Regions from separate parts of the Rattus norvegicus genome. Here region 1 is linked to region 2. A link is a contact called in public Hi-C data. All regions are on one chromosome and are shown on one strand. Each heading gives the region's core, a stretch centred on a gene start, on an enhancer-like site or on the middle of the called end of the contact. The rest is flanking DNA. Distances are from core to core; before and after follow the strand shown. Region 1 holds the start of Erg (ETS transcription factor ERG). Region 2 has its middle 65 kb from the start of Kcnj15.

Region 1 (6,257 bases), core at 3,718-6,217, 110 kb after region 2:
AAATACCTAAATTTGACAAAGATATTAAAAATATGCATTCCTGGCAGTCCCAAAATTTCTTTTGTAAGCAACAATACTCTTTAAAAAAAAAAAAACCCAGGGAGAGGATGTATAGCTGTGTCTCTATGAAACTGACGGAAGGGAATTTCCCACGGCACAACATTGACTGTAAATGGTGACATCTATTTTATATGGAACACAGAAGGCATAAAATTGTGCTTATTAAAAATGTAGAATGACATGTGGTGACGTGTGTATAAATCAGTATCGACAACAGAAAGCAGAACAGTTAGCTGTGAAGAAGAACTAAGAAGCACATACAACCAGAAAGACCACACCACGGGTCAGCAGCCTCTGTGGTCTGCTGGGATGTGGAGAATCTCAATTGATTTTCTAACATGTCTGTGTTTTCCTTATAGTGAAAATGTCTTCCATTCTATGTCTGTAAATTGTACAAAGCAAAATTATGTTTTTCCCTTTGAAGGTCATGGAGAAAACTAGACAGTGAAGGATCCCAGGACCCTTCTTAAGCTACCAAGGAGTGACACATCATTCAAGCCTCTTGGTATCACTAATTGGAGTCCTGGTCTCTGAACAGAGGAAGCCGCACCCTGACCATGTCATCCGAGCAAGCATAGCGCTCTACCCTACCTGCTGCAACTGGACACTAACCGCCAGCTCCCACCTCCCCCAGCCCAGTACATTCTGCCACAGACTTGGCTAAGCTGTCACTTCTGGAAGTGACCCTGCTGTTCGCTCTGTCTGTGAAAACATCCAGGCAGAGTCTGTGGCTGCGAGCTTTCCTCCTGAAGCTAGGTTGTGAGAAATACGTAGAGGACAAAGAGTGCCCCCAGGAAGCATGGCAGTTCATCATGGAGGGAGACAAAGACCTGAGTCCCAAGCCCGGTATCTGCCACTTGCTGTGTGACCGCTACAGGCTCCGCAGATGGCTTATGCCAGCATGAGGCAGGGTCACCACCCGAATGGTGAAAAATACAGAGTCACACAGAGCCACCAAACAGCTGAGCACTTAAATGCAAGGTATGTGTAGCCACATAGCATAAGGGATGGCCTCTGGGGTGATCTGATGGTGTTTCCCACAGAGCAGGAAGCAGTGCCGTTTCATCCTACCATAGCTGATGTCCCTGTAGCAACTAGACCAGACTGGCCAGCACAGTATTATACCGCACACTGCCAAGACCATCTTTGTGGATTTCTGTTGCTAAGATTACACATTTCAGAGACCCCTGTGGCTCTCCAGAGAGTCTCATAGACACAAGTAGATACATCAGGAAAGTCACATAAGTAACATTGTCCTCAAGACAGTTGTTTGTCAAATTTTTTATTTTCTATGTATCCTTTTCTAAGAAACACTGGCGAGTATGAATGTGCTTGAGAATATGTTTTTAAAGATCAAGGTTTGTTTTTCAGAAGGAAAAAAATAATGAATTTAAAGGAGATACAGATAAAGAAAACATCATTTTGTTCTAGAACATTTTCAGCGTGTGGGAGTTCTGCTGTGCATTAAACAACACCCAGAGATTCATCCATTTTCAATTCTGCTTGCAGGGGCCACGAGTCAAGGTGCCTGGTGGACATAGGTGCTTGCACACACGCAGATGCACATGTGTGTGTGTGTGTGTGTGTGTGTGTGTGTGAGAGAGAGAGAGAGAGAGAGAGAGAGAGAGAGAGAGAGAGCGCTGTGAGAAGCTGTCTTTTAATGTACTTGGGCTAGACTAGAGCAGAAGGAGTGGGGGTGGGGCTGCTGCTCTGGGATGCAACAGTTACCAAGCACAACAACTTCTGCACCTGGAGTTTCTTCCAGGGTCACAGAATCCCCCCAAAGCAGCAAGAAGGAGGCCATGCTTACTCTCCTGGTGCCAGTAGAAAGATGAGGAAAACAGCTACAGCAAACACAGCCATGGTTAAGCTCTGTAACCACGTCCATTAAAAACCCATGCAGAGATTACCTTCCCTCATCATCCTCAGTTCAGAGGACTGTGGGTCTCCTTAGGAACTTTCCAACCGTCCAGAGCCTACTCGCCTAGAGCCTCCTTAGGAAATTTCCACATCCGGTCTGATTCCTAAATTGCTTCCACCCCAAGCTGCTGTTTAAACACACTACTCCCTCCATGTACTTCCATGTACACACACACACACACACACACACACACACAAACCTACAGACACATATGCACACCAATTTATACACACATGTGCAAACACATAAACCTACAAATACACACACACATACGCACACACGCACTTGCATGCACATGCACGCACACAAGATTCAACTTTAGAATTAAGGCTTCCAACCTAGGCTTCACAGCCTCCTTAAACTGTTCAGGATAAGACTGCTTCTGTTGTAACCCTATTCAATTTTCCTCCCAATGTTTTTAAAAGCAGGATGCTAAGATTCCTTGAGCTTAGCTTGCCCAAAAGGCAATCAGCATGACAAACGAGGTCAGGAAAATCTTGGAGGGCTGAATCAAACACCTAACTCAAGTACACAGGGTTCTATGGAGAGCAACAGGCTCCAGGGTTAAGCATATCTCAGCACTGCACTAGGAAGCCCTTACGGCCTTCTTCTAACGGCCCTCGGACAGACATTGGCTCGGCTGCTATCCTGGTTTTATTAGAACCCTCAGTCTCATCCTGAAGTCCATGAATGCGCAGTAATACTATTTCCTAAATTACCCTTACCTCTCCCGAATGAAACACCCTACCTCAAATTGCAAAAGCCAGGCAAGAATACCGGCAAAAGTGCCTCACACGGTTTTAGGCAGAGTGGCTAAAGGAAAAGAATCCGACACCGAGGTGGTGTGCCAGCTTCACCAGCTCAGGGTGCCTGCAAATCAAAGAACTCATTGATTTATTTACTGAAACACCCAAAACTCCAACCGTATTTGCAATCCAAAAATCCCCCTGTGGGGACTGCCTCATAATTTCAGAGGACTGCCCTGTGCTAATTTGAGGCTTGTCCCAGAATAATTAAAATTGCAGCCAACAGACTCAAGGCCTCTTTTCCCATTTCACAAACAAACCCATAAAATCATCTTACTACTTTATCCAGGAAAGCTCACAGAATGCTGATCTTCAAGTAAGTCACCTCTCAAGAGAAACTGCTTTAACAAGGGACATTAAAGAATTCACTGGAAGTCATTTCGATTGCAGGGAGAGGCACACGACACACATGTTACACCGAATTCACCCATAACAGAGTCCCGAAAAGAGCAAGTAATTGTCCCCAAATGTATTCAAAGATAAAAATGCATGCTGACTTTAAAGGTGACTTCTTCATACAAGTGGGTCTTAAACGAAACAGTGTAACGCACTGGTGAGTTTGTCCAAACGCATACCACAGTCTGCAGGGTGCTCTTTTCTTTCCATGCCCTTTAAAGCATTGATTTTGGGAGTGGGGTGAACCCACATAAGCTTCTACTCAAGTACCTAAGATTTACACAGAATATTTTATCTAATTGCTTTAAAATTCGGACAGAATTAAGAGTCTAGAGCGTAACACAAAAAGCAGCATTTGGAATTATAAAAATAAGTTGTTTCTACTCATTTATCCTAAAGTAGAGTCTATCAAACCCAGTGTTAAAATTCCCCTCTGGGTCACCATATTGCAGTTAATCCTTGGAGCCAGAGAAAGTAAACTCTCGGATGGCAGTCTTTGCTGTGAGCCTTACAGGATTACAGGATACAGCCTGAGAACTGAAAATTGGATGGAACTCTGAAGCACAGTTGACACGATACATATAATCAGCTTGTGAAGGTTTTCTGACACCTCGTCTCCGTTATGGGCAAACCCCAATTCTCATGAGTTTTCAAGCACAGCAGAACCCTTACTGGACAGATAGGTCACTTGGCATCTCCCTGCCACAAAACTAAAGACACAACGAATAAACACTCTCTTTGGCTTCCTTTGTCTATGTAGGCTGCTGGTTTTCCTCATTCCAACAAATGTCACCAAAGCCCAGTGGGCTGGAATGTAGTTTAAGAGACCCAGCACCTCCTAGGACAAGTATTTCCACAGGTTTCTGTATCAGCATTGGCTGTTTGCTACAAACAGACAGCCAAAAAGGGCATCACAATTGGCTGCATTTAGTTTTCGACCCGTGACCTGCGTGGCAATGTCTCCTCACTAAACTTTAACAGTAAGCTTTCTTCTAGAAACATTTACAAGAAAAACCCATGGAGCTACACACAGCAGAAAAGAGACCAACAGACTGCCGCTTTACAGCCCCCGCGAGCTACACAACACTGGGAAGAGAGCTTGCAGTGCGCAGAAAGACAGGTGCTTTATTTGTGATAGACACATAAACCGACCCACCCAATTACCACCATTCAGTTTTGAGACGCCTGAGTCCTCTCTGCATGGAGGCCCCCACAATTCAGGTCAACATTTGTCCGTCCTGTTACCCGAGTATCTCCTCACTTCCATGGGGACCTTCTGGCGCGCCTGGTGGTGAGGAGTCCCCGAAGCACATCCAAAGTTCACCATTGACAAGACCATCTCTTTGACCCTGCCCTCCAACCTCTGTGATTATTGCCTTGTATCAAACCCACATCCAGACACCGCTAGGAACAGGTAAAGAAGCTGAAACTTCAGAAGTGCTCCAAAAAGCCTTCACAAAAGTAATCCATGGCGCTCAACAGTGAATTTAGAAACCCCAATTTTTTTCTGAGTTTGAAGTTTTTAAGCCTTGCGGATGGTCGGAGTAGGAAAAAGGAAATTTACTAGGCAGCGCAAAGGAAATCTTGTTGTCCTCTATTGTGGTAGGGGGGGGTGTTGCCCAACCCTAACTTATCTGCCTTGATAAAGGAAGCCCAGAGCAAGAAGAACAAGATTTTGTCAAACATAGAGGAACCCTCTCCTTACCTTAATAGTGCTGGCCATAATGCAATCAAGTTTATTGATCGTTAATAAATGTTAATAATAATTATTGCTTCTCTCTGACCAGAAAGTAGTTTTGATGAGGTTGTTTAGAGCGGATGAGATTGTGCTAAGTCTGGGAAATGAAGTCAGCCAATGGCAGGAAGAGGTTTCTATTGGTCCTGCCTGCCCAGCCCAAAGAAACAGGATATTTGGGAGTGGAGAGATAAGAGACCCTGAAAACAATGTTGTTTTTCTTGATGATATGCAGCCAGGAGAAGTTTTTTAATTTAAAAAAAAAAAGGGGCATCAATTGGCTGAGGCCCGGGCTGTCACAGCAGGTGTGACCTGTGTGACTCTGGGTGACAGGCTGCACCAGACCAAAGCAGGATACAGATGTGATGAGGCTGTGCATGGCTGCACATGGGAGGTGCCTGAGGGTCCGTCCATTACAGCACCCCATCCCCAGGAATGCCACCCAGCTGGGACAGACGACTAACTAGGATCTAGTTCATATGGCTGCGTGGTCATGTCTAAGAAGGCCAATTTACTGGCCAGCTACCAATAATCCTTCATTTACTCAAAGCCCCCACGGAATGTTCAAGAACTACTTCAGGAATTCTCTTTCAAAACACGTGAAATCATTATTCGCTCCCCAGGAAATTGGTTGAAAACACAGATGCTGGGACCAAGGTAAAGAAAAGGAAAAATCGGATCAAAATCTTGTTTTCAAACACTTATCCAAGGGGCTGGGGAGAGATGGCTCAGTCCGTAAAGTGTTTACTATGTGAGCAGGACTCCCAAAGTGCAATCCGCAGAGCCCACAGACAAAAAGCTGGGTACCATGAACATACCTTCAATTATAACCCTGGGGAGTCAGAGACAAGCAGGTCCCTGGACCTCATTAGCTGGTCAGCATATGCCAATCAGCCAGTTCCAGATCAGCATCTGAGGAAGAACATCCAGTAGTGATGGTGGCCTGAGCAAGCATATGTGCCTATATACTGGCATACATATACACACTACATGTGTTCATACATGTTCACGAGTGTGGTCACACATACGTGCATGTGTGTGCGGGGACACATCCACCCACCAAATAATTAGTTTCTAACATTCTAGAACATATATCCCTCTGACAGACACCCATGCTATGGACTGTGGATTCCAACAGAACTCTGAGCTGAGGCCAGGAGAAGTTCCCCTAAGTGCATAAAAGCCAAGCTACAGGTTCAGGGCCATAGCTCTGCTTTCCTTCTGAAAGAAGCTGAATTGACACAGGCCTGAACATTCCTCACAGGACTTCAGGCCTTTAATTACTCATTTTCAGGAAATTACTTGTTCTATGGAAGAAATAACAGTTTACTTTGAATTG
Region 2 (7,068 bases), core at 3,344-5,843:
TCAGAACACCAATACCTGCTCAGGGGAGGCAGAAGGCAGCCTAAGACTGCGGTCCCAGAGCTGGCAAGAAGCCAACTCCCGGGAACCTAGAGGCATGGGAGGTGTCCAGCGTTGAGCATGGGGTTGGGGTTGGGGAAATCCAGCTTAGCTCAGGGTGAGTGTCAGGAATGCAGTGGGGACTTCTGTGGAAGACTTACATGGTGTGGCTCGGAATGTCTGGGAAGGGGACTTTATTGACTAACCCCTCGGGCTGGCCTATCTAGATATGTCATTAGCATGGCGAACTGTAGAATCTACGATATGCGATCAGTTGTCATGTTCTTCTTAGTGGGGTGTCAGGGTCCCGTGCTCCAGGACAGGAACCGGATTGGGAGCAGAATTAAATGCCTTTGGTGCTTCTGGAGTACTCCACAAACCAAGAATGCAAGATGGGGGACAAAAGGGGGAGGAAGAAAGGGAGAGCTGGGCTCTGAGATTGGACCTGGCCTAGGAAGACCTCAGTGAGCATCCTGGTCTCAGAGCGAGGCTCAGGAGTGCAGGGTTTTCGGTTGGCTGTGGCAGCGGAGAGGACTCGGAGGTCTTCAAGAGCAATTGGCAGCATCTCACCTACACTGACCTAAGAGGCCCCAAATCAGGATGCTTCTTTGTCTGGGGACTGTGGGCACTGATTGGGGACACTTCAGTTTTACCTTTCCCTGGTGCCGGGGCAGGGGAATGCAGACAGACAGGGCAGGTCTTAGGAGCCCTGGGGGTTTGCTTGGCAGAAGTCTGTAGATGTGGATTCTAAAGTCCTGAACTGATGGGGCCTGGAACTGAGACAGGCCCTGCAGAGCAACAGGTCCCCATTGCTACCATGCTCCATCCGATGCTCAGGAGCTGTCTGAAAGCACACAGCCTTTAAACCCCAGGGCCAGCTGCTCCCTGCTGTTACATGGGAGAGCCTGTGGCCCAGGATTTCCCATCTTCCATGATACCATGCCCAACTTGTGGGGATGATATTGTAAAGTGGTTTTTAACAAACTCTGTTGTTAGTTTTTTTAATGTTGTAATGATTCCATCTGAGCCAGTGAGCTATTCCCCACTGACCTATAGCCAGGCTTCTTTGTAAACACCCACATAGCACATATGTGAATCTTACGGTGTTCCATGAGATACAAGTAGCCTTTAAATTACTCTACAAAGACATGCCAAAGCTACCAAAAGCAAGTTGGTTAGTGGCTGGGCTGCCGTGGCAGGTACATGAAGCTCTACCGCCACCTAGTGGTCACACAAGATTCATCCCATTCCAGGGCTTTTCACTTGCAGGGTCTCCCCCTCCGGGGACTGGATCCCTCTAGGTCATACACAAAGGCCATCTTTACAAACCTTGGCAATATGTCACAGAGGGTATTCCAGTAAAATGTGCTTAACAACAGAACAGACCATTAATATCTTTTATACTTGTATTTCATCTTTAAAAGGAGAGAGAGGGGGTACCACACCAACACTGGTTCTTCTGTAGGGGGCCTAAAGCAAGACAATCGAAAGGAAGGAACATGTGTGACCTCCAATCCCCTCCACAAAGCAGCAAGTGAAACCAGGTTTCAAAGAAATTGCAGGGTTTACTGCTCAGACAGAGAGACAGACAGACAGACACACACACACACACACTCACACGCACACACACCACACCTAACACACACATCACATACACACAGACACACCACACACACACACACACACACTCACACATACCATACACACAGAGACACAGATACAGACACACATACAACATATACACAGACACATACATCAGACATACCAGACATATACACAAACACACATGTATATACCATACACACAGATGCATACACACATACACACACCACTCAACAGGGATATCCATCTAGGCAAATGTGTACCTGTGGGTTCTAATCCAGCCCCTGAGGGCCAGTCCTCCCTAGGTGCCCATTTCTCTGCATCTAGCACTTTCCAGACTTGGACGGAGCCTTTCGCACCACTGCTTGGCTAATGCTGTCTTTTCAAGGCCCTCTCCTCAGAGCCCCAGTAAGACTGGTGTCCCAGGCTCCGGAGGAAACAATGGATGGGGCTCCTTCCGCTGCAGCTGCAGAGAGGTTTACATTCCAGCCCTTACAGCCTGGCCTTATCAGGGTGGAAGGAAGGCCCTGGCCCTTCTGTCACACACCCAGCAGCTCTCCTGTGGGGGCAGGGCTTCTGAAGGCCTTCCAGGCAGGGACAACATGAGCCAAGATGACAGCTTAGACTCAGCTCACTGCCCCTCTCCAGGGGAGGGAGACAGATCTACTGTTTCCCTAGGACTCCATGGAGACCAGTTTACCCTAGAGAGGTGGGGATTCATCCCCAGAGCCGGGGGTTGGTGGGGGTGGGGGTTGGATCAGGAAACAGGGAAAGAGAAAAGTAGCATCAAATATTTTTTTTTTTGGATTTCTTATTGGATATTTTATGTATTTACATTTCACGTTATCCCCTTTCTTGGTTTCCCCCTCTCCTATCCTCCCTTCCCCTGATACTATGAGGATGCTCTCTCTTGCACCCACCCACTCCCAGCTCACTGACCTGACATTCCCTTCCACTGGGGCATCGAGACTTCACAGGACCAAGGGCCTCTCCTCCTATTGATGCCAGACAATGCCATCCTCTGCTGCATATGTGGCTGGAGCCAAAGCTGTCTCCATGCATATTCTTTTGTTGGTGGTTTAGTCCCTGGCAGCTCTGGAAGGGTCTGGTTGGTTAATACTGTTATTCTTCCTATGGGGTTGCAAACTCTTTCAGATCCTTCAGTCCTTTCTCTGACTCCTCCATTGTGGTACCCGTGCTCAGTCCGATGGTTGGCCATGAGCAGCATCCTCATCTGTATCAGTAAGGCTCAGCAGCAGGTGTGACTGAGGTCAGACAGGAAGTCAGACCCTGCTGGCAGAGCTGGGTGTCGGTCATGCCTTAGAGCTGTGGGAGCTTGGGTAGGCCGCTGAGCCTCTCTTAACCTGAGGCTTCACCCATACCTGCACAGTGAAGACAGCTCACTCAAGTACCACAGGCCTCATGTTGCCCAGTCTATGTCAGCCTTGGGAAAGTGTGTACTAATTGTTCTTTGAAGCCAGCAAGGGAGAGTCCACATCGCCCTACAGTTAAAGGTACTGAGAGAGGTCCTTTGTCCACACATCTCGCTAAAGCCCCTCAAAGCAGGCAGTGGCCCCTCACCTTGGCTCTCTCTCCAGTCCTGCAAAACTTCTTCAAAACATGGTTTTCGATTAACGAGTCCTCGCTGCACCTCCTCGCACACCAAGCTCGGGACCTTGGCATCCGTTAAGGGCACAGGGAAAAGCTTTACAAAGGACAGACTCTTGTACCCTGCCTTGGGCAAGTGACAGGGCACAGGCTGGTGAAATCCCCGGTGACTTTCCAACACTGCACATCAAAACCGCTGTTCCAGATTCTTTTAAATGGTTCCTTTGATCTAAATCCACCAGCCGTTGTTTCTGTCTTCTACGAATTCTCCTTCCACTGATTATGGTTACTCCTCCCTGTATCATCTGTATAATTAGATCTGGCCAAAACACTTGGATGAGCCATGTAAATAGATAGAATTCTCACATTGCAATATGCTGCAGCTCTAAGAAGGATCTAGAACTTTCTATACGTGGATAACGTATCAAGGGAGGAAACTATCAGATTCCCCGGGCAGAGAAGGTTCTAGATTTCCTAGAGTCTTCTGGAATTCTGCTTGAGCCTCTGAGACACCATGATGTTAGCCAGTGATTGCCAAGTATGGGTTGCGTTTTCCCTGCAGATATCTGGGAATGTCTGCAGACATTTTTGGTTGACATTCGGGAGTCCTCACTGGCAGAAGGTCAGGGGGGAATGAAGGACGCAGCTGGACATCCTAAAGATGGGTAGACCAGGCCTTCCCCACCCCAGTGAAAGTCTGATTTCCAGCTCAGCATGTTAACCAAGCAAGGCAGAAAAAAAAACACTTAAACTGAGAGTTCAGGTAAAAATCTTGACTTTGCAAAGTTAAGTCCCCACAAGACGGAAGTCCCCTGAGAGGAGACAGAGCTGAGGGATGGGGAGAGACTGAAGCCAGACATGGAGAGCAGGAAGCGTCGATGCCTACCATCCAGCCCTGGATTTCCACGGCCTGCGCAGGGAACAGTGTCGTGGTTCATCGGATGTTCACTGCGTGCCAGGAGTCTCCTGCTCAATTTAGTCACGATAACCATAAGAGTGTGGATGAATGCAAACACAGGCAATGAAGGAGACGGATCTGGCCGTGTGCAACCCTCCGGCTCAGGAGGTTAATGAGGTGAGGTCAGGGAAGGCCTCCGGGGGCCTCCGGGTTGTACATGGCTGACCTGCAGGAAGGGCGCCCAGGCATCCAAGATGGCTGGCTGGGTAAAGGCCCTAAGATGCCACAGGCCTTGGGTGTGAGGAGTGGAGAGAGGGATTGGGGAAAGAAGGATTGGGGAGGTGGGGAGCACAGGGTGGATATGGGGAGCACTGCATAGATACAGGGAACACGGGGACCACATCCTGCAGAGCCTTTGCAGTGAGTGAGTTTATTCTCAGTGTGATAGGAAGTTTCCGGAATCAAAAGTCCCTGGCAGCTTCCTGGTAGGAGGGGACAGCAGAACAGCCTCCGTGTGAACCTGTGTGACAGTCCCCATGGACGAAAAAAAGAAGGGCCTGGGATTGGGCTCTTGACAGGGTCCAACTGCCATCCCAGTCAGAGTCCATGTAGTACGGCCACCAAGTCCCAGGCTCCGACCACCCAATCCCTCCTAGGTTTACTCTCCAGGTGCCAGGGCAAGAGAGTGCTTTTGATCTCCAATGATACAGCACACGGGACATGTGTTCAAGTGGCACTTTATCTCCAAGCACAGAGCACAGGGCACGGGCACAGGGCACAGGGCACAGGGCACAGGCTTCCACCTGTTACTAAGGACTCCACTCACTTACTCAAATGTTTGGTGGTCGTGGCTCTGCTTACCAGAAGCCCCCTGGTCTTGGGAAGCCCCTGGTCTGTTTTGTGTGCTCAGTGAGGCATGCATAGAGACACACGGCTAGGCTCGAGGAGTGTACTGCACAGACAAGGTAAACACCAGGACTGTGTCTGAGTATCCGACAGGCCTGCATCCCTTCCCAACAAAAGTTCTCAGCCTCAGATGTCCGCCACAGAGGCTGGGAAATGCTGTGTGCGTTTAGTTTCAGCAATGACCCTGCTGTTACATCAAATGAGCCCACAACTGACACCCACAGGGAGGAAACGGGGGCGGGAGGTGAGGAAAGAGCGTGAAGACATCCGTGGAGGCCCAGGCGCCTGTCTGCAGCCCGCGTGTCCTGGGGTTGCAGAGCGACCCAGGCTCCCAGCAGCAAGTGTGCAACTGGTACAGAGCTGGGCCCTCCATGATCCTGCTCTCTTTTTTTTCTTTTCTTTTTTTCAGAGCTGGGGACCGAACCCAGGGCCTTGCGCTTGCTAGGCAAGCGCTCTACCACTGAGCTAAACCCCCAACCCCTCAAATGACGGTTTATTAAGGTGAAGAGGAAATCACCATGTTAGGATGAGGTGTTTAATTTAATCAGGTGTGTTAATCAGGTGAGCCAAAAGGGGCTTCTGACTGCTGCACTTCAATACTTTGACTTGGTAGTGGCCTTACAAGGATGCATGTGTGTCAAGTGTTGGTGTCCACAGTGAGCACTGACACAAGTCCTAAGTCTTCTGATCAGCACCACAGTTTTATGGGGAGACCTCATTGCCACTCACGCTTTGTCCTTTTTTTTTTTTTTTTTTCTTTTTTTCGGAGCTGGGGACCGAACCCAGGGCCTTGCGCTTGCTAGGCAAGCATTCTACCGCTGAGCTAAATCCCCAACCCCCCTGCTCTCTTTTTATACTTACCAAACAAAATGCAATGTTTTAAACTGTTTATATACATGTGTGTTACACACTTTACTCACCTGTCAGTCCCTATACTTTGATCACATGTGTGTCAGTGCACCTTGCTCACCTGTGTGTCACTATACTTTGCTCACATATGTCAGTGCATTTTGCTCACGTGTGTCACTGTACTTTGATCACATGTGTGTGTCACTGCACTTTGATCACATGTGTGTGTCACTGTACTTTGTTCACATGTGTCACTATACTTTGCTCAAATGTGTGTGTGTCACAGCATTTTGCTCACATGTATGTCATTGCACTTTCCTCACATGTGTGTCACTGTACTTTGCTCACATGTGTGTGTCACTGCACTCTGCTCACATGTGTGTGTCACTGCACTTTGCTCACATGTGTGTCAGTGTACTTTGCTCACATGTGTGTGTCACTGCACTTTGATCACATGTGTGTGTCACTGCACTTTGCTCACATGTGTGTATCACTGCACTTTGCTCACATGTGTGTGTCACTGCACTTTGATCACATGTGTGTCATTGCATGTTGCTCAACCCATCCTACACTTCTCCCTCATGTTCCTCCCTCCTCAGTGATTCCTTTCTCCCTTCAAACACTGCATCTTCTGCTTTCTTATTAGGCTTGTTTAATACAGATTTAAATGTGGATTCTGCATATGAGAGAAAATGGCACTATCTGTTTCTCCTTCTCTCTGACCCTCTCATGCCCTCTCCGGACCCTTAAGTTCCATCTCTTAACGTTAAAAAAAAAAAGTCACAGGGGCTCACAAGAGAGAAGCCAGATTCTTAGCCCCTCACCAATCATGACAGGCAATGACCAGCAATGACCAGCAGAGGGCACATGGCAGAGGAAGCCAAAACCCCTTAGGAACACAGAAACACACGGCTGGGAGTGAGCTCCAGGCCCACTCCTAAGAGCAAGTGCGGCCTCCCATGCAGAAGTCCACCAGAGTGCTGCGCCTCCCACCGTGCACTGACCAATGCTCCTCAGGGCTTGTTTCTCTGCAGAGATGTTGACTAATCCCTTTTGCATAGCACATTTAAAACATAGGAAGACAACTCATGTGACTCCTCCCCAAGGAAGCAGATTATATTTCTCTGCTGCTTTCTTATCTCCCCTCCCTTCCCTCTTTCTTTACCCTC

The links. Hi-C and Micro-C count contacts between places; a contact is called where the count stands out from the background.
Region 1: a contact with region 2 is called in a Hi-C map of liver, with 5 times the contacts expected there. The contact joins the promoter of Erg here to the enhancer-like site in region 2. A contact is called at or near these places in 5 of 12 Hi-C or Micro-C datasets (the A7r5 cell line, Schwann cells, frontal cortex and 2 more).

Annotation. Positions count from the first base shown.
Region 1 is chr11:48,246,599-48,252,855 of GRCr8, forward strand. It overlaps Erg (ETS transcription factor ERG), which reads right to left and starts at 4,968. Exons shown (of 9, transcript NM_133397.2): 1 at 4,889-4,968. The coding sequence starts at 4,906.
Region 2 is chr11:48,132,113-48,139,180 of GRCr8, forward strand. No RefSeq gene overlaps it. Among named protein-coding and RNA genes, the nearest start is that of Kcnj15, 65 kb to the left of the region's middle. Within about 2 kb of position 4,594, at least 2 of the 93 cell types and tissues checked have an H3K27ac peak or open chromatin away from gene starts, as enhancers often do. A contact at or near this core is called in liver, where this site is marked.